Regions from separate parts of the Mus musculus genome. Here region 1 is linked to region 2. Evidence: chromatin contacts called from public promoter capture Hi-C data. All regions are on one chromosome and are shown on one strand. The core of a region is the stretch at or near the end of the contact, and the rest is flanking DNA. Distances in the headings are between cores, read along the strand shown.

The links. Promoter capture Hi-C pulls out the DNA fragments that hold promoters and counts their contacts.
Region 1: a contact with region 2 is called in a promoter capture Hi-C map of trophoblast stem cells, with 5 times the contacts expected there. The contact joins the enhancer-like site here to the promoter of Cytl1 in region 2. A contact is called at or near these places in 9 of 39 promoter capture datasets (the 3T3-L1 cell line, cranial neural crest, embryonic stem cells and 5 more) and 3 of 484 Hi-C or Micro-C datasets (the AtT-20 cell line, the MC3T3-E1 cell line and cortical neurons).

What each region holds. Positions count from the first base shown.
Region 1 is chr5:38,096,235-38,100,417 of GRCm38.p6, forward strand. The region is part of intron 2 of Stx18 (syntaxin 18); the gene reads left to right. Among named protein-coding and RNA genes, the nearest start is that of Stx18, 59 kb to the left of the region's middle. Within about 2 kb of position 1,622, at least 3 of the 459 cell types and tissues checked have an H3K27ac peak or open chromatin away from gene starts, as enhancers often do. A contact at or near this core is called in trophoblast stem cells, where this site is marked.
Region 2 is chr5:37,732,617-37,737,099 of GRCm38.p6, forward strand. Cytl1 (cytokine-like 1) reads left to right here and starts at 2,903. Exons shown (of 4, transcript NM_001081106.1): 1 at 2,903-3,093. The coding sequence starts at 2,932.

The DNA of each region.
Region 1 (4,183 bases), core at 372-2,871, 360 kb after region 2:
ACGCATAGGACTAACTGTATTTTCACTTCCTCTGACTATTCCAAAATTTGCTTCTTTATCCTTAACTTGCACCAAAGAACTTTGCATGGTTTTTTTTTTTTTTTGGTCTCTTTTGTCTTATTTGTGTCTACTTTGCATTTGAAAAGTACCACAAATATTATGTTAATCTGATTTTCATCCCTGGGACAAATACCCAAGAAAGCAACTTAACCATAGAGATAATTTGTTTTGTTTCTTGATTCAAGGTTTCAGATCAGGGTCAGTTTGGTTTATTACTATAGGCCTGGTAAGGTGGAAAGTCATGATTTGGGCCAAAGTTGCACACCTCTCAGCAGCCAAGAACTGAGAGAAATGGGATAGCTAACCCCTTCAAAGGCATATCTACTGACATGCTCCTCCAGACAGGTGCCACTTGCCAGTATAGCTCCTCGAAGCTGCTCGTGGACTGACTCATGACTCAGTAGTAGTCAGCTGGGCACCAGGCCTCCAATAGAGACCCTTGAGGGCCGCTTCATAGTCAGTTCTCTCCCCACGCTCAGCCCTCATTTGTCCATGTGTGAGGCACACTCTGCTCCTAAGTACTAATGTGTATTTTGTCTCCTTTAGTCCTTGAATTCCCTCTCCCCATTTTTACTGAGTGCCTGCCATGCAAGGCCAAAGACAGACATTATGCTCCTTGTCACACAGGCAGGCAGGTAAATAGGAGGGGCACTATAAAAAAAAAATGGAGTTCAGGGATTTGGAAGACCCTGGTCTTATGAAATGTCCTTTGAGAGGTGACATTTGAGCTGAGGTGTAAAGGAGGAAAGGAGTTACCTAGTGACCAAAAGAAGCTAAGGAATTGGTTTGCATGGGCCTGTACCAGCTGGCCCCTGGGAATAGTGTCTGTCCTGCTGTGAAAGAGTAGCTGTGCTGAGAGGAGCCTCCACTCATACTGACCCCACAGCTGAAGAGGCACTGTGCCATCTGGAAAGTGAAGAAAGCTTTTGGCCAGAACGTTCAAAATGGCTTCTGGCCTGGAGTGTCATCATCAGCACACAGGCGCACCGTGGTGCAGACATTTGGACCTGCCCTGGCCACAGTATGCTTCACTGTGGAACTCACTAAATCATCAGAATTTGGCCATGACATCACCAGGAGCCTCTTTCTCAGGCTGGGGCTCTGTCTCTGAAACAAGTGTCTGCACTTCAGTACTCTACTTAAAAAACAGTCCTCTATGCAAAATGGCAATAGTTTGCATACATTCCTCAACAAAGAAACTCACGTCCCAGGTGATATAAGCAGTCCCTAACACTGTCCCCAAATTTAACAAGCAATTTTATGCTTTTAAACGTCTTTCGTTTTGGTGTTTAGAAATACCCTGAGATTTCATCCTGATGCAAAGCACTGTTTGCAAGTCTGCTGTTAACTGGCTGTGATCACTAGGTGGCAGTGTAAATTTTATTTCTGAAGGTGTGCCCCTGTCTGAATCAGGTACTAATTCAATAGGTTGCTCTCACAACTGAGGCTGCAGTCACAATTTTATAGACCTTTCATGAAAGTCTGTTGTCCTGCCATTGTCACTCACACAGGCATGATGATCATTCCTGAGGCCCTCCAGGCTTCCTAGATGTGCATGGAGCACTGTGATTGTGTTGTCAGCTGACTGGACTCTGAATCACCTAGGACATAAGCCTCTGGGTAGCTGTGGGGAACTATCTGGATTAGGTTAACTGCTGTGGGGACATGAAGCTTAGCTGTAGGCAGGGACCGGGAACTGAGAGCCAGCTTTCACTGCTCTCTGCTTTCTGATTGTGGATGCCAGTGTGGTCATCTGCGTCAGGCTTTTGCTGCCTTCCCTTCCCTTTCATAATGGAACCTTGAACTGAGACTTTACTCTTGCGTTGCTTTTGTCACAGCAACAGGAAAGAACTGAAGACAGGCTCCCCCATAAAGCATCCTAGTACAAGAAGGGCAGGGATGTTTATATGCCCAGAGTAAGCTGACTTTCCAGAAAAAAACTAAAACTATAAAGAGCATTGTCCTGAGGCTTGGGTGTGTTGAATGTAACTGCAAATTCGAGAAAGTGTTGGCTGTTAATGCAAGATTTTGAATGAGTAAAAAGAAGGGAAAGGGAGGAGAGGTCCAGTTCCAAGCTGGTTTTGTTAAAAAGACAATGAAATCCTGAGGTTTCATTCACATCAAAGCATAAAAAGGCTTCTTGCTAATATTCCTATTGCCTTGGAAAGTGTCTGGCCAGCTAGATGATGAGTGCTATGGAAGGTGTCTGGCTCAAGCCACCCTTAGCAACTGTTAAGAGTCTACAAAAGCCATCTTATCTCGAAACTTCAGTGTCTCACTCCAGGCTGGGTTCTGCCCACTGCCTGTTTCTAAAAAGGCTGTTAGCTAAGGTCAGTTTCAGGTGTTTAAATGGTTGGAGATGAGATAAAAGAAAATAACGTTTGCCACATTTGAAGTGATGTGAAATTCCAATTTTAGTGCTGCTGGGAGAATAGTTCCATTATAGGGGAGTTAGAAGTTGATCATGGCAGAGGGAGGGGCATAGCAAGTTTCCAGGGTTCCCAGAATTACACAGCTGACTGGCAACTCAGTTCAGCCAACCACAATGGACAGAGCTCAAGACTATAGGTGAGCTGGTTTGTGATATTATGGTCCTAAGCTAGACTCAGTCAGGTTAGTGCCACGGATCATAGTGTTCCCAGCTAGCACAACCTGGTCCCTTTGCTAGGAGAGAGTGGAATAGAGGGATCCTCTGATGTCTGTGGGCAGCCAGTCTAGGGATGAGGGTGAGATGGGATTGGGACTCGGTACATGCCCAGTTCCTTTGGCTAAAGTACCCACTCATCAGGGAAATTCCTGTTCCTCTCTCGGGATGGAGGAGGGGTAAGCCAGGGTTCACTCTGGGGAAGCTAATACACAGAGAAATGCCAGGACAGGGGAATAGGTGTCACCATACTGTGCTGTCCATGAAGTCCCTCATCAGCTCCCACCAAGTTCTCCTTCCCTGAGGTTGTAGACCATTGCCAGCCTTTCAGCTTTACAGCCCCCCTCCCAGTGCAACGTGCTAGCCTTGGCCCGCTTCTAGGAACATTTTATAAGCAGTGTAATCACAGAATTGAAAGAGTATGGGTTGAAATACTGCCTTCAGACCATGAGGCTTTGTTAGGTTGACATAATTAGGAAGCTATAATTTTTTCCAGAATGTAGAGCTCAGACTTTATTGACCCATTTAATTTTTTTAATAATGGCATTTTACTAGAGCAGAACAGCATGCAGCCTAGGCAGCCTCTGGCTGGATCTTAGAATGACCTTAATTAAAATAATTTCTCTACTCTGTACCTTTTTCATAATACCCTGGCAACAAAACAATGCCACTTGGGAAAACAACTTTGTTGGTTTCTTCTGTTGTTACTAAAAGAATAATACCACTGTCAGTTTCCAGTATCCAAGGTCAAGAGGGTCTGCATAATGTATCTGAGAACTCCCCTCCTCCCTGAGTAATCAGTATTCTCAGATTAGCCTTTAGACCTTCACTCTTACTGAGCTGGGCTCCTTAACTGGGAATATGGAGCTAGAGGATTCAGTTAAGTCGGTGTTTCTGGGACCAGTGTTGTACAGGTCCACCCTGGTGGCTGGTTGCATATTCCTTCAGAAGCCAGCACCTTTCTAACTTGGGAACGGGAACGTGTGACCCTTTCACTTCACTACTCCCAGAAGAGCCATTCAGACTGCAGAAGAAGGGCCATGTAACAGAGCTTGCTCTCTCATCTCCTGGAAATAAGGAGTCATTTATTCAGACACCTGGGAAAGAACATTCCAGAAGGAGAACCAGGACTTGTAAGTCCATATGCAGCATGTATGGGAAGTGAAGGAGCAGAAGGCTGACGAGCCTGAGTCAAGGGCTGGGGTAGTTGAGCCCAGAGAGTTCCTCAAGAACAGCCTTGTTTATCCTAACAGCCTTTGTTCTTAGAAGCCTTTGGAAGGCTTGGCAGGATCCAGATCTGGGAGAGCATCCATGTGGCTGGTATGCCAGGGCAGAGGAGAAGAGGATGGGCAGAAACAGCAGACCCTGGAGTCAGCCTCAGCTGCAGACTGGGTGGGAGATGGTGGTGGATAGATTCTGGGTAATGTTCTGAAGGTAATACCTACAGGATATGTAGACAGATCTGCATAAACTAAGAGA
Region 2 (4,483 bases), core at 1,653-4,152:
GACTCCTTCGATGCCCTTATTATTGGAGTAACCTACTGTGCTAAAGGAGCCACAGAAATATGGGGAAAGGGTTTGGAGGTATTGTGATGAGATATTTGAGCAGGCTGTACATGTATGTGTGTGTGTTTGAACACAATTCTCAAAAAAACACAGATGCCTCCAGGGCATCTGGGACAGGAGTAAAGGGTAAAGGGGAAGTGGTCACATCCATATATATATTATGTAGGTTTCTTATCATACTTGTGTTTTGATGTTTGTATAACAAGAACAGCCTTAAGACACACGCACATCAAGATGAAAGCATCAGCTCTCCATGGCTGGGGAGATGGCTCAGTCAGTAAAGTTCCCATGTAAGCATGACAACCCAACATTCACATAAAAAAGTGATGATTACGTACCTGGAATCCCAGTGATGGGAAGGCAGAGACTCAACGACACCTGCAGTTCAATGGCCAGCCAGTCTAGCTGAATTGGTGAGCTCCAGGTCAATAAGAAACCCTGCCTCAAATAAATAAATAAATAAATAAATAAATAAATAAATAAATAAATAAAGTGGGGAGTGACTGGAAAAGGGACGTGATATTGACTCCTAGCCTCCACAGGCACATAACATATACATGCACACAAATGGGCACACACCCATGTGCACTCGTATACACACACACACGCACACGCACACGCACACACGCACACACACACACACGCACACACGCACACGCACACACGCACACACGCACACACACACACACGATGGTGCTCTATTCTAGAGGAGGAACAGTCCTTAAGGACACAGAAACCATCTCTTGCTCAGGACACAGGGTGTCCCTGTACCCACAGAAAGGATATAATATCCCGTGTGCACCAGGATAGTCCTTGACCTCCACAGAGTCTGTCCCTTCTCAGCTGTGTCTTCCCAGGAAATGATCTGGAGCGCTTATTTAGTTCTGGGGGAGTAGAGAGGGCTCCCCATCTGCCAACATGTCATTTTACAGAGTGATTTCTGAGTGTCCTGCCTAAAAGCCACCTTGGAACGTCATGGGAATCATAACAGAAGCTCTGCTCAGGGCTTCACATGGTATCCTGGAGGAGCAGGAGCAGGCTTCCAGCGACACATGTGTCTCAGCTCAAACACACAGCAGACTCTGCTTTCCAGCGCTGTGACGTCAAATGCTATAGGGGAACTTGTTTGGAGCCTGGGTTTGGTTTTCTCTGTGTCCTGGATTTAGGGTCCGTGTTATACACACTCAGAAGTCCTGTGGCATTTCAAACAACCTCCAGACTTTGGCCAGGGGATGCACTTGCCAGGAGCCACACAGACCCCCAGGAAGGCCAGAGCATGCAGACTCCACATGCAGGGAAAAGGAACTGTTTGGTGATCCGTCCCCATCACACTTGCCCCAGGTCCAAGGTCAACTCTCTGAAATATTTTAGGGAACACACTGCTGCCTACAAAACAGGAAGGGGCTGCTAATGATCTCTACCCATGGCTCTGAACACCAGGAAATAGATAAACAAATTGTGGGGACTGGCAGTGATGGCAGACATTGCCCAGGGTGAAGCCACCTGTTTACAAATAGGGAACAGGCGCCGAGTCTGGGGAGGGCTTCTCCCACAAACACGGGGCCAGGTATTCATCCATCCTTGTGGCTACCTCAGTTCTGCCTGCATCCAAGACGCTATGCTCTGTTTCTGTCACTGAGGTCACCACATGGGCAGCTCAGCCAAGTCTCTGAAAGCTGGAAGCTTTGGTGCCAGGCAGATCCAGACATGGGTCTAAAGTTGTGGCACCACTACCCGCTATCATACTCTACAGAGACCCTCTACTTGTCTAGGGACTAGAGTTAACCACACACCACGCTGCTTTACTGTGAAACATGGCACCTGCATCTGTGGTTACCCTGATGGGTGCTGGTATCTAAGCAACCATCAGGGTCCTGAGAGTACCACCCTCACCCCTTGGAACACTTTGCCTCCTATGGCAGGATCAGGCTTTGGCAGAGGCCATAACATTAGCTCAGAAGTCTTGGTGACTCCTGGTGTGGCAATGCTCCTGGCACAAGCTCTGCTGGCCCATGCAGCAACCTGACTCTTCTATACTGTGGCCTGAGCTGGGGATACTTGTCAGCCCATTGCACTTGGTAAGGGAAGTGAAGATGAATAAAGAAATTGATCCAAGGCTATGGCCAGAAAGGGGATAGACACAGTCTGCCCCTCCGTATCTGAGTACAGTGCTTTCCCCTTCGATACTGTTTCAGCCCTAAAAAGATACAAGCTTTTCCCTCTCTGTCCTCTGGAGCCTGCAGTGGGGACTCAGTGGTGGCCACACAGCAGAGAGCCAGAGGTTCAGAGGAAGCTTCGCCTCCAGACCCAGAGCTTCATCCAACAGTCTCCATCATGTTTAGTGGCTGCTCTATGCATGACTATATGCAGTCTGGTGGACCCCAACCCTACATATTGTCCTGCCCAGCAGACTTGAAGGATTAGGGGCACCCTAGTCCTCCTTTACCCCGAATTCTGCTCCAGGAGATCAGCCAGTCTTAGGAAGCAGTTCCCTCTCTGGCCCAGGGGCAACACTGCCCTTCCTGGCCTCTAATCCAGTCTCCCATTCTTCCATCTCTCCCTGCTTCCTCTCTGACCCTCTCAACTGCTCTTTCTGTCTTGACAGAAATTCCTGGTGGAAAGTGAATGCCTGCTTCCTTTCTAGGTACCTCCAGCCCCCCAACTATGCACCCGCCCCCTCATTACAGCTTCTTTCTGAAAGAATTCAGTGTCCCAGACCCTATGGGCGTGTCGCATCCTTAGTTCCACCCTCCTTGGATGCCTGGCCCTGGCAGGGGCCCCACAGGAAAAAGGTGGGGAGCCTGAGCCCTCGATATCCCCTCAACAGCTATTTAAAAGGGGCAGCTGACCCAGCAGTAGGCACCAGGCACCATGTCACCAAAGACACTACCTCTGTTGCTGCTGCTGGTGGTGGTGGTGATAGCCTGGCCTCTGGCAGTACAGTCCGCGCCCCCCACCTGCTACTCTCGGATGCTGACCCTGAGCCGTGAGATCATGGCAGACTTCCAGAGCCTGCAGGCTTCAGAGCCTGAGGTAAGTTCCTCACTTGCCTTTTGCCTTGGGAAGATAGATAGATAGATAGATAGATAGATAGATAGATAGATAGATGATAATTTTTTTAAATATCATATCACTACAGAGTCTAGGAGTTCAGAGTTGCACATAACTAATGAACTAAGCTTCTTTAGATTCAGTCTTTAGCCTGGTGACCAACAATGTATGCTAAGGGGGTGATATACTCCTTATCTGCTGAGGAATTATGGGACAACTACTCAGCCCTCTGTCTCAGCTTCCTTCTCTGTAAAGAGGGGTGCTAATCACATCTCCCTGGGTGTGACAGGGGCTGAAAGACCCACTGACCACAGGGAACCGGACAAGTGTTAAAGCTGTTAGCCCTATCCTCAGACGAAGACTCCAGGAACTCAGGGGAGTCTCCTGACGGGTACTGCAAGGGGAGAGAAGCGAGGTGCTCATCAAGCTTGTCTCTAATAGAAGCAAAACCCACCGGACTCCACTGAGCCTGGGTAAACTTCAAAGGTGTCACTCGGCTGCTTGCACATGCTTCAAACAGACCCAACCCACGTTCCTCGGGTATTGGACTTCAGATTATCTTAACACTTTGAATTTTCTTTTCAAAAGTTAAATTGCATTCATTACTATCTTGAGATTCAACAGGGTAGACGTAGAACAATAGGAAAATGCACAAAAGACCATGAAAAATAGTATTTGTAAGCTTGCCACCTAGAGGCAATCGCTGCTATAGCAATTGGAGGACAGCAACCACTCTGTGCGAGTTCCTTGGTGGTGGTGGTGGTGGTGGTGGTGGTGGTGGTGGTGGTGGTGGTGGTGGTGGTGGTGGCGGTGGTGGCATCAGTGGTAAAATATGGATTTCCTAGCACTGATAGCTTTGTAAGCTGCTTATTAACCCCACCATCCAGTAAACTTACGTTCTTTTGTGCAATACTTTAGACAGCCGTACCCTTAATCCTTACCATGAAACAGACACAGCGCTGATCTTAGGGGTATATGGTGCTAGAGGGTAAGATCAGAGGCTAAGAGCCATAGAGTGGGACCAAGTGGAAGACAAAACACTCAGCCTTCTAATTCACAGATGAGGAACTAAGTCATAAAGAAGGAAGACAGCAGTTCCAGGTCACACAGAGTCACACAGAGGGAAGGGCACTAGATATACAGGCCTTTGGTCCTACACACACACACACACACACACACACACACACACACACACACACACCATACTTCTTTATAGTGAGGTGTTATATCTTACAAACTTGGTTGTGTCTATGTTATAGCTTAAAGCTTTTACATAGATAAATATATAAAATATATTTATGTATATAATTTTCATATAAAAAGCTGCTATAAAACCAGTTTTCATATATATGAACACCTCATATCTACAGTA